Linked DNA regions of Sus scrofa: regions 1 and 3 are each linked to region 2. Evidence: chromatin contacts called from public Hi-C and HiChIP or PLAC-seq data. All regions are on one chromosome and are shown on one strand. The core of a region is the stretch at or near the end of the contact, and the rest is flanking DNA. Distances in the headings are between cores, read along the strand shown.

The links. Hi-C and Micro-C count contacts between places; a contact is called where the count stands out from the background. HiChIP or PLAC-seq counts read pairs in DNA pulled down with a chosen protein or histone mark.
Region 1: a contact with region 2 is called in an H3K27ac HiChIP or PLAC-seq map of skeletal muscle, with 5 times the contacts expected there. The contact joins two enhancer-like sites. A contact is called at or near these places in 3 of 47 Hi-C or Micro-C datasets (psoas muscle and skeletal muscle) and 1 of 2 datasets of contacts at active chromatin or transcription factors (skeletal muscle).
Region 3: a contact with region 2 is called in a Hi-C map of skeletal muscle, with 6 times the contacts expected there. The contact joins two enhancer-like sites. A contact is called at or near these places in 1 of 47 Hi-C or Micro-C datasets (skeletal muscle) and 1 of 2 datasets of contacts at active chromatin or transcription factors (skeletal muscle).

Annotation. Positions count from the first base shown.
Region 1 is chr18:16,185,813-16,189,622 of Sscrofa11.1, reverse strand. The region is part of intron 4 of CHCHD3 (coiled-coil-helix-coiled-coil-helix domain containing 3); the gene reads right to left. Among named protein-coding and RNA genes, the nearest start is that of CHCHD3, 140 kb to the right of the region's middle. Within about 2 kb of position 2,557, at least 11 of the 83 cell types and tissues checked have an H3K27ac peak or open chromatin away from gene starts, as enhancers often do. A contact at or near this core is called in skeletal muscle, where this site is marked.
Region 2 is chr18:16,366,488-16,370,284 of Sscrofa11.1, reverse strand. No RefSeq gene overlaps it. Among named protein-coding and RNA genes, the nearest start is that of PLXNA4, 110 kb to the left of the region's middle. Within about 2 kb of position 1,719, at least 6 of the 83 cell types and tissues checked have an H3K27ac peak or open chromatin away from gene starts, as enhancers often do. A contact at or near this core is called in skeletal muscle, where this site is marked.
Region 3 is chr18:16,235,975-16,239,598 of Sscrofa11.1, reverse strand. All of the region lies in intron 5 of CHCHD3 (coiled-coil-helix-coiled-coil-helix domain containing 3), which reads right to left. Among named protein-coding and RNA genes, the nearest start is that of CHCHD3, 190 kb to the right of the region's middle. Within about 2 kb of position 2,153, at least 1 of the 83 cell types and tissues checked has an H3K27ac peak or open chromatin away from gene starts, as enhancers often do. A contact at or near this core is called in skeletal muscle, where this site is marked.

The DNA of each region.
Region 1 (3,810 bases), core at 1,308-3,807, 180 kb after region 2:
CACTATGATTAAATCCAGTATCAAAAAGGGATGTGGATAATTCCTATATTTGCTTCTCCCACTAGTCTTGATGAAACACGCTCAAGTTATTCTTGACCCAAGTGGCACCGTCGGTAAAAATGCTCAGTTTGCTGGCATCTCATCAATGGCACACTTCAAACTATTGCTTGCTGTTAAACTAACAGTTTATATTAGACTAAACACAGTTTGGTAGCCATTGTCAAGAAAATTGGAGTTGCTCAGGCATGGCAGCAGTTACTGATGTTATTTGTTTGGAAGCCTTGTGATTTCGTGAATCACTAGCAATTGTTAAGCAAGTAATTAAACTATAAAGCCAAGACCTGTGATTTTCAGTCTTTTCAAAGCAATAATCATCAAAATTCCAAGTACCATTTAACTGATTCCCTTCTAAACATGCTGGCAACATTTACATTGTTGTCATTCATCTGGCTGTACAGTTTATAAAACTAGATTATGGCCTTCATAGAAATTATATGCTGCTCAACTACTTTGCTAAATATAAGATGTTTAAAGGAAAACTCACAAAAATTATTTAATGAGAACTGGACATAGAAAGATTTGGATTTGCTCAGTGCATGGTTATCTTCAGTTTAATAACAATTCAAAAAGTCCTATTTTTAGGACTGAAATACTAAAATAACTGGACTATTGTTCTTATAACCTTTTACAAACATAAGAATGCATTATATAAACTTCAAGATTCCTTTAAGTGCCTTTAAAATTACAAGCAATTTAGTCTATGACTCATGTACCATACTGGCTGCATGCAATTTTTTTTACTTCTCCTCTCAATTATATCTTAATATTATGGGGGCTGAAATGCATTAAATAAATCATATTTCACAGATTCCTGGTAAAGTAATACTTACATGCATTTTAGAAGAAATTGGCCTGCATTTTAAATGTATTCATAATGACATTACCTGCCTTTCCACACTGACTGAAATATTAGGCAGCAGTGCCTAATTCAAGCTACTGATGAAAGCTTTTAGCAACCCTATGCTTATTCTGTGGCTAGCAATATGTTGTGTTAGTTACTATAATCCAACATTTACAAATAGCGATTTAACCAATATAAACCAGCTCTTGTAATTAGTGAACATTGTCACTGATTAAGATTTAATATGGTGCCTGGTATTTCTGCACTGTGTTACATAAAGAGACTGATCTTTCATCTGTCAAAGGATTACTGCCTTATCGAAGTACTTTATCACTGTAAGGTGTTTTATTTACAAACATACTGCCATTAGGAAATTAATTCATTTAAAAATCTGTATTTCTTAAAAACAATACATCAGTGGTGTTACAAGATGGCAGAAGTACCCAAAAATCCTAGAAAATCCCTTCAACAACTTAAAATTTGTATTTTAGAGACCTGCAAAATACAACTATTTTCTGTTTTTCCTATTAAATGTTAAATAATTCTCTTTTGCTTACATCTCTTCCTAACAACTTAAATGCACATGCAGGTACATTATCTCATACAATGTTCCCAATTATTCTGTGAAACAGGTATCATGGCTATTAATCATCTCCATTTAACGGGGAGAAATACTAAGGCTCATGGAAGTTAAATCACTTGCTCAAGAATATAAAACTATTAATAAGAGCAGGGATCCACTCGCATTTCTTGATTCTAACATCAACATTTTTTCCTCTCTGCTACACTGCATACTTGCTCCAGCTATTTCCAGAGCCTGAGTCAACCAGTGGAGTCAGAAATATAGACAGTACACAGTTTGGAAATGAGCTGCTCCCAACAATCATTTGGAATTTAGTTTGGGGAAATTAACATATTAAGTCCCAAACCAGCCCAGACAAGTTTTTAGTGAATCCATAACAGAGGTGACCTACACCGCCGTGACAATCTCCATGACGTGGTCCTAGGTGACCCAGCCCACTCTTCAGAGGAAACCCGCACGGCAACTGGACACTGGAATGCCAGGAAGCTGTCCTCCAGCCAGAGGGACAGGGCCCTGCCAATCTTCTCACACAAGTGTTTCCAATGGGTCCCTGGGAGAAGGCTCTCCAGGCAGAAAGCTCACATCTCTGAGAAAAGTAACCCCCAAAGGAGGTGGAGCTGTGAGCACCACACAGACACTGTTCCAAGGGGTGTGTGAGGGGGTCAATGAGTGTGAATGGGAGGAAGTGTGTGTGTGTGTGTCCATGTGAGCACGCTGTGGAGCTTCAAGAAGCCAAGCAGCACACAATCACAATTCCCTCTGGATGCAGAGCGTGTGGCGGGGGCGGAGGTTGTCAATGGGAATGCGAGTGTAAAGAAAGCACGTCGTGGGGAGGTGCAGATGTCAGGCAGCTATAGACAGTCCCTGAGCAGATCCCATTCTGGATCTCTCACACGAAAAAAGAAAAAAGAAGGAAAAAGGGGGGCGAGGGGTCAGGGGGCGGGGAGACAGAGTATTTTCCAAGGTGCTTGTGAGAGAATACAATAATCAACCATATCAGCCCGTGAAGAGATATGTACTCACAAAAAGGAGATGGCTTTACATGGTTTTAAATACTAAGAACTGCTGAGTCATTCTCTTAAACACTAAGGAGTCCTTTGAACAAACAGGAGGATTTGAGAAACAGGAAACTGAAGACGGGCTATTCAAGCATCAAAGCCAAAAGTCTAGGGCAAAACGCTTGAAATCTCATAATAAACAGAGGGGGGAAAGCCTAAAAGATGTAAAGGAACCATTGTGTGTGTGTGATATTCCATTTACATTAATTGTCATCATAAGTTCATCTATCGTTCAACTGATTAGTTCAAAGTTATTTTCCCCTATGGACATACTCTCTTTTGAGGAAACTAAAACACAGAGCTCCGCAGATGTATCACATGGAAAATTACCTTCTCCAAGGAACTAGCTAACTAAAAGATGAAAGTGATAGGCAAAAACATGACACATTTGTCACTCGCATTAGCAATATTAGTGCTAATGAGAAAGTACATGAACAAGAACACACACCTCTTAATTTGAATGTGTTACAAATAAAGACTAGATTAGTCACAGCTACTCGGATTAAATTTTAGCACTTAACGCTGAAATACTACATCAGGCAATGCTTATAGTGATTTTGCAGCACCATTTCAGCTATTTAATTACAGTTTTCAAACCATTTAACACCTCTCAGCACATACAAACTAGATGCGTATGCATGAGCGTTAAATGGGTCAAGATTTTAGGTGTAACTCAATTATCTGGCGTCCCTGGGAAATCAAGTGCTCCATCTAAGTGCATTTTCCATATAACCGAGGCTTAATCCTTCATGCATCCTAAATCTCTGATTAAATTTGTGGCCATCTGTAAGGGAAATCTTTCCTCAGAGTATTTCATTTCCCTATTTCCTTATAGGCAAGTGGATGCGAAGTGGTGAAGTGCTTCCGAGTTTGGGGTTTTGTTTTACGGATAAATCAAGACCATGGTTAGGAACACTCATCACTGGAGCACTTCAATACAGTTCCTGCTTTTTATGTTTTGTCTTCTCCTTCTACGTCAGGCTCTTAGCAGTCACTTCTTCCACGACTGCAGTGATGACCTCTAAGAGTCACAGACTCCAAAATTTACTTCGGTTTCAGAGTTTGTGACATCTTCCGTGGACTACTGAGGGGGTGGGGGAAGAACCAAACTTGTTAAGAAATATATTCAATGGTGTCGATAAGGCGAGGAACAGAGGAGACAAAGAGAGAAAAACACACGGTATTATTCTTCTTATTACTCAGCAGTGGAAAGACCAAAGTATTGCCGCATTCGCCCCGTCAGTTTCCATTCTTAGTGGAAGAGATTA
Region 2 (3,797 bases), core at 470-2,969:
GAGCTATCCCAGAATAGTTCCTCTCTTCTTACAACTTCTCAAGATCAACAGAAATACTAGGAGAGTAAGAAAAAAATTGTAAATTGTCACATAATCTCACCGCCCTCAGCAGAACCTTGGCGCTTTAAAGAAATTAACTTGAAGATGATTCACTTCAACTGGCTTCCTCCCTGAGGTCCAGGGGGGTACTACGGCTTGACAAGTTCTTGCCACTAGTTAGGGAACGAGCAAGACTCCAGTCACCAAGCACGGTGCTGTTTTCCCCATCTCCACCGGCCCAAACCGGCCCAGCCGGGGCCAGAGTCGGGGAGTGGGCAGGGGCTTGATGAGAAATCAAAGCGTTTCCTCAATAGCAGGGGCAGCTCGCGGTGAACACGCTGGATTCAAACTTCTTGCGCAGCCTCAGTGTCTAAAAGAGCTCTTGGAATGTGGTCCTCTCTCAAGACCTTCTAAAGTAGGCTAATACTAAATGCGGACTCTAGAAAAAGTCTTAGGTGTTCTGTCTGCATAGTGAAGCTCCTTTTGAAGCACAAAAGTTTTGGAGAAACTTTGGTTAAGCACAGGCCAATCACTGTGGCCTTAGGATACAGGATTCTGCTGGTGCTCCAGGCCTTCCATGGAGTCTGGGAGCATTCCCCTGTGCTCTGTAGGACTTCTGGAGCCCACGTGGAGGCCCACCTGATCCACAGGAAAAAAAAAAAAAAAAAAACAGGAGACACAGAATGGTTCTCCAAAGCAAATTTAGTGTCTTCCTCTCAGAAGGTGCTGGGCAGAATCTGTTTACTGATCTTTTTGAGCATCTGTTTACTGAAAATAGAATTGTTAAGTCAGAAAATATCCCTTTCCGGTTTAATTAAGAAGTAGCCTTGGAGATAAACTCAAAGTTTGAGCTGGAATGAACGTTCAAAGATGAAGAAAAGAAAAAGGAATGTGACTATGCCTTTCCTTGCAGGTCGATTGCGTCCTCTGAAACGTACGTCCCATGAAGGCAGGTGATAGTCTGCTTTGTTGTCTTGTTTGTGATTGGAACCCTGATGCCAATGCAATGTCTGTCGCTTAGTAGGTAGTCAATAAATATTTGCTACCTTAAATTTTCAAAAATACCTTAAAAAAAAGAATGGTGTTATTTCTACTGTTCCGCAGAAGTCCACAGAGTAGGTTCATTATGTAAAATACGCACAACATTAGCCTGAGTTCTCCTGTCCCTGTTGGGGTTCTAAAAATATCAGGGCGTGGTAAATGCAACTGTCGAGCTCAAGGAGGATCATTTCCCGAATGCCCTCCTCCTCGAGGTCAGAGTCACACACCATCGCGGGCCGGGAGGGCGCCCAGGCACGCACAGTTGTGCATGCAGAATGACGGCCTCCACATTTAGCCAATGACTCACCACTCTGAATGTCACTGGGCCTGGAACAACTTGAAAGGGAAGGCAGGAAAGCTAGTGACGCCGAAATCTCGGTGGAGTGTGCTGACGAAGACATGCTCCTGCTGATGAAAGGCTCAAATGGATGTTTCCACTCCTGCCCTCACTGGCTAATACCAATTATCTGTAAGAATCTGGTGGCCAAGAATTGTTTTAACAAGGGAAGGACTAAGCTACGAATGTAGAAAAATACCTACAAACATCATAAACTTGATTGTTTATAGGGTGATCTTGTTTTGTGAAGATCAGCGACAAATGCAAATCAGATGTAGAAAGCGGTTGGCAGTTGGCATGAATGATAAAACTTCCACACTGATCAGTGCTGCAAAGCTGGGAGGAATCTTCAGTCCCTACACTCTCCAAACTTAGAATCTGAAGACTCAAAATCAAGACACGGGACAGAGTCAAGACATCTATAGAGAAACATACCAGAAAATGGCATTTAACTTATAAAGCACACCATTTTCTTCTGGCATTGGAGAAAAACCATCAGGATGACACAAGTGGGATGGGTTCATCAAGAAGGACTTCCTGAGGAAATGTGAGGTTTGTGCCATGGGATTCGGGAAGAAGGAAAGGCCCAATGGTGAGAAGGAAGGAGGCAGACACCCAAGGCAGGTGAATGGCTTCTGCATTAGGCCCAGAGGAGGAGATACAGTGATGGGGGCAAGAGTCTACATCAGCAAGACCAGGCTGTTACGGTCACTCATTTCTCTGGAGACAGGGACCTCAGAAAAGAGGTAAGGCAGGGACCCTCCATCTACAGAGGGGAAAACATGCTTGGTAGACTAAGTGGCTCACAGCCACCAGGCGGTAGAGCTCAGTCTTGAAGTCTGGACTTTGGACTCCAACCAAAGAGCATTTTCAGGTTCCTTTAATGATCATGATAGTCAGAAATAGAAACAAACATGAGGACAGCTTTTAAAAGAGCCCTGTCAGGTGCAGGAATAGGGTGAGGGAATGTGCTGTATCTTTCCAAAGGACTCAACAGTTACGAATTTGATCTGTTTGATTTGTTGGTCAAGAGTCATGGAAAATGGATTAGTGAGACCAAGGTCACGGTGTCAGTGTCCCGGGAAGCAGGGTTGAGAACACAGCTGCAGGCCGTTGTTCTCTTGGCTCACTCAGGTACACCAGTCTGCAAAAGCTTGGGGTAAGAGGGGTAGCAAATGGGAGCCGAGACGTTAGAAAATGGATCTCTCATCATGCACATCCCCACAGACAGAAAATACCTCCAACACATACTCAGCAGTGGATTGTCCCAAGATCTTTTGCACACAAAGACCAGCGCGTTATTACTGGCGCTGACGTTAGACTAGACGCTCACTCTTTTCCCCTGTAGCCTGACTTCAGGAGCTCCCCGCTGAAATCCAGCCACATCTCTGCACAGAATTATCCACACTTAAAGAGTGACAGGTCCACATTTGCTTAATTTCAACTTTTCAACTTAATTAAAAAGACCAGGGGAATAGTTGGTAAATACTTTGGGTCTAAATAAGTCTGATTGTATCACGAAATGGAATCAGTGTATTTTGAAATTTAAAAGTGATCCTATGCCCTTCATCAGCCACAGATGAGAGTCCTTTGCATGTGGTGGGTACAAACTGTTCTCACCAGCTGGTCAACCACAAAAGAAACCAATTCTTGGGCACTGCCAAAGATGCCTTAACTTTCTCCCTCTGCAATGCCATCATCCTCTACCCTCTCATACCCGCAAGGGTTCTGGACTCTTTTTCCTTCCCCTTTGGCATTTTGTCAGTGGTTTTCAACCTCCTGTTCTCATTGAAATCACTGGGGAACTTCAAAAATCTAATGGTTGGGTGCCATGTCCAGAGATATTGATTTAGTTGATCTGGAGAATGCCCTGGTGGCAAAAAAATCTTGAAAGCTTCCCAGGTGATTCTAAGAGACAGCTAAGGTTGAGAAGAACTGCAACCAAGTGATCCCACCCACTGCCCAGGTCTTAATTCCCATCTATAGGCTACGACTTGTAAATTTAATCTCCTGTCTTGAGCTCTCTCCCAAGTTCCAAGAACCATTCATTAAAATTTCTTACGTGGCATGTCCACTTGGTTATTTAAAAGGTTTGCATAAGTTGAAAGGAGCACATTTGAGTTCCCCTTGCTTCCAACATGCATCTCTTTTAATAGTTCTCATTGTAGTTACTCAGACCAAAAGCCTGGAAGCCATCCTTGTTTTCCTCATATCAAATTTATCAGCAAAGTCATGTTTGTTCTCCACCTGAAGTAGATCTCATGTGCACTGGGACAGGCAGCTTCCAAGGTGGTCCCCAATGTTTCCCACTTCCTGTATTCACACCCTTGTGTCGTCCCCTCCCACATTGTACCCAGGTTGGTCTGTATGACCAAGAGTA
Region 3 (3,624 bases), core at 904-3,403, 130 kb after region 2:
TAGAAAATTCAGAGAGGTTAACAGAAAAGCCAAGGTGTTTGGAGGACTTGTTGAAGAGTGAATTAAGGATAAGACCCCCACATCCACTATACTGTATCATTTTCTTTTGCCCCCGAGCACAAAATAGAAAAAAGCCCACCCTGCTTGCAACTTCTAGAATATTTGCAATAATAAACTTTCTTTAGGGAGTCGCCAAGAGTGAAAAGGGGCTGCCTCTGAACCTACGGTACAGATGACTATTTCAATTATATTAACAAAGGATATGGGGCTCCTGGGCTTTATTACTTTCTCTACCTAACAATTAACACCTAAGTCCATTTATTTGAACTATCATTTATTTGTTAGTGATTTAAAAAATTCAGAGCATCTCAAGATACATGCTGAAACCACTTCACTGAAACCTGTCATTTGTAATGGCATTATGATAACAAGTGGCATCAGCTTCTACTGCCTTCAATGTCCAAACTCCTGGACCAGAGAACCTGACCTGTTTCAGCAACTATCAGTAACGGAAGCCGGAGAAAATTCCTTGATTTCAAGATGAATAAGGAAACCTGTACAAAATTTCCAGGTGTCAAAGGAATAATCTCTTTCTCTAGGTTGACAAATGGAAGCTAGTTACCAAGGCATATCTACCACAAAGTTATGCTTTTAACTATGGCATTAAATTTGCTATATCACAGTGCACAGTCAAAACATACACATAATTTAGTGTATATGAGCTAATAATATGACCTAGAATCATTGACAACTGTTTAGAAAGCACTTGAGGGGTAAAGTATCAACAGATTTTTTTAACCCATAAATTGAGTTTAAGCAATCATCTCCTTACCCTCCAAAAGGACTGTTTAGGTTTTAGGATTTCAGATGTCAGTGGTCTAACTGAATTCTATTCTGTATTAATCCCTTGAAATGACTGATCCAGCTCTACTCAATGAAATATTTTTACAATGACAGACTTCATCTTACAGTAAAAATGCATAATAATTTCTTTGCATAAGGAGAACACTGGGCTGGCAATAATCTGTTCTGTTGTCATTTCTCTTTATTATCACTGTTGGCATATTTTCCCCCAAGCTTTGCACAGAGGAACACAGAAACAAAGGTATTGACAAAGAAGAAGTCAAGCAATCAAAAAAGCCAATTAATCATCCAGATGAGCCCCACACTTTATGACGCAATAGAAGATAGGCCACCCACTACAAGTAAAAGGCTTTTAAAAATTGCTCATTTGATGTAAGCGTCACCTTAGAATTTAATTAGTAACTCTCTCCACAGGTGACGAACTAGTAAAGTACTTCCCTTCCTAATGACAATTTATTTTTCACCATTCTCTTTGCATTGCTTTCTTTTGCTCAGCTTGTACAACTCCCTCTCCTTCTTAATTGTATGGGGTTGACTGCAGTGCGTATGCAAATAGCTGCTGAAATCCAGAGAAGCCTGTAAGTAAAAGCGATATATATCCCACCACTCTGTTGACCTGAACATTGTAACAGTATCCAACTACGCTCTCTGATCTCCCTTAGCTTCTCAAGCCACCAGGGCTTTTATAGCTCTTCAGGCTGGGCCAAACCACACGGTTCTTAGGAATGCCAAGAGCAAAGTAGAATCAGTGGAGTGAAATCAATTCAAGTTCATAAATGAGAACTTAGACATGCAAGACACACTAATCACCAGAGAACTCAGGTCTCTGAGATGTCCTGGGGAGGGAGGAGTCCTTCGTCCTAGAAGATCCTGGGAGAGTCTGGACTCTGCCTTGTTACAACAGGGCCTTGGTCCCGCCTCTCATTCCTTTCCAGAGGGCCAATAGACTAGGGGAAACTACGTATTTTCCTAGAGAACATAGGAGGGCAATGGATGTTCCAGAAGCAGGCAATCTAGAGGCTAATGAAATAACCATCAAAAGAGTTGATAAAACAGAGAAAAGGTTTGTTTTCTTTCTAGAGAAGGAATGTGAGGACTATTATGAACATAGGAATAAATGCCTCAAAAACACTTCTAAACTGCTTGAATGACTATGAATTTCTCACTTCAATGTAAAAGCAGCACAACTTGATATTAAAATAACTCCTGGGAGGGAATTACCGCGCTGCAGTCACTAGGTAATAAGACCTTGTTTATTTCCTCTTGGTCAAATTTTCTCGGAGCTACAGCTGCCGGCCTACGCCACAGCCAAAGCGATGGAGGATCTAGGATATGGTAAGTCTGGGATACTGCTTGAGACACAGCCATATATTAACAGTCTCCCCCTATGGAAAAATCCATGCTTCCAGCTATAAAAGCCACAGACTCAGAATTTCTTTGAGTTCTTTCCCTCATGTACAAAACCATCAGCCAATCTGGTCAGTTCTGCCTCTGAGATACCCAACCACATTTCATTCCCTCCACTGCTAGTACCCTGGGCCGTGCCATCAGCACCCCATTTCTGAATGACTGCTATTACCGCTTACTAAGCCTCTCCTGCTTCAGCTCTTGCCCAAGACAGCAGCTAGAACACTCCTCTGCTCACACCCTCTCTAGCTTTTTCAAACATACCAAGCACACCCTACTTCAGGGTTGCGGCTGGCTTGCTTCTCCAATGCTACAGACCTCTTTCCGAATAGGGTCCTAGTGGACGACCCCTCTCCACCTGACCCCACACCGACACCTGGGACTCCTTTTCCCCGTGTTACTGTCTGCCATAGTATCACAATCTGCCATTCCATGTGTTAACGGGGTTTTAACCGAATTTAAGCTCCACAATGACAGACATTTGGTTCATTTTCTTTATTAGTGTATCTCTGGCACTACCAGGGCCTGACATATTTGGTAGATACCGGCTTAAAGAATGAGAAAACAGTCCCTATATTCAAGAAACACTCAGTCCAATGACACACAGAGACAGATGAAAACATTTAACACATAAATATCTGCACTGAATTGGGCTTTATAATCTCTTATTTTTCCCTGCTTTCTTATTAAACATTCTATTCTAAACCAATCAAATTTTGGGGGTCTTGCCCTCAGATTACAGGACAGTGGGATGATCAGAGCCTGAACTTGAGGCTATTGCTGCCAGGATCATGGGGGAAGGGGCTCTGCTCTCATCTTTCAATAAAGCAGTTGGTCCAATCAAAAAAAAAAAGGGGGGGGGGGAGGGAAGGTGTCTCAATCAAAAAGAAGCAAAAGCTAGCTTTGAAACCCCATAGTCTACGTATGAAATTATTTTAGACAACAAATACACTTCACTGAACAGGGGCCCTGGATGCTGCAACTCACATTCTAAGCCCATTGCCTTCTTTTGTTTCAGCCTAACTTCCTCCTTTGCATCTCCCTCAAGTTCTAGGGCCATGAAGACTGAAGGTACTATCTCCACTCCTCTTAATTCTTCTCCTGAGTCCTACTATTCAGCTCACGTCCACCAGTTTTGAAAGGTACATACATTTTTTAGCCACAATGCAGTGAAACTGAGCTTTCACAAAGACAATTCATCCTTTAAAGCACTACCATTTCTAGGAACGTGTTCAAGTTCAGTCAATGTCTGGGACAGCTAAGAGTAGCACTCTACTACTGGACCTGGAGACAATGCAGGGAAAATAGCTGGGCGAGTTCCTGAGTGGTAAAAAGCATCAATGAACCAATAAT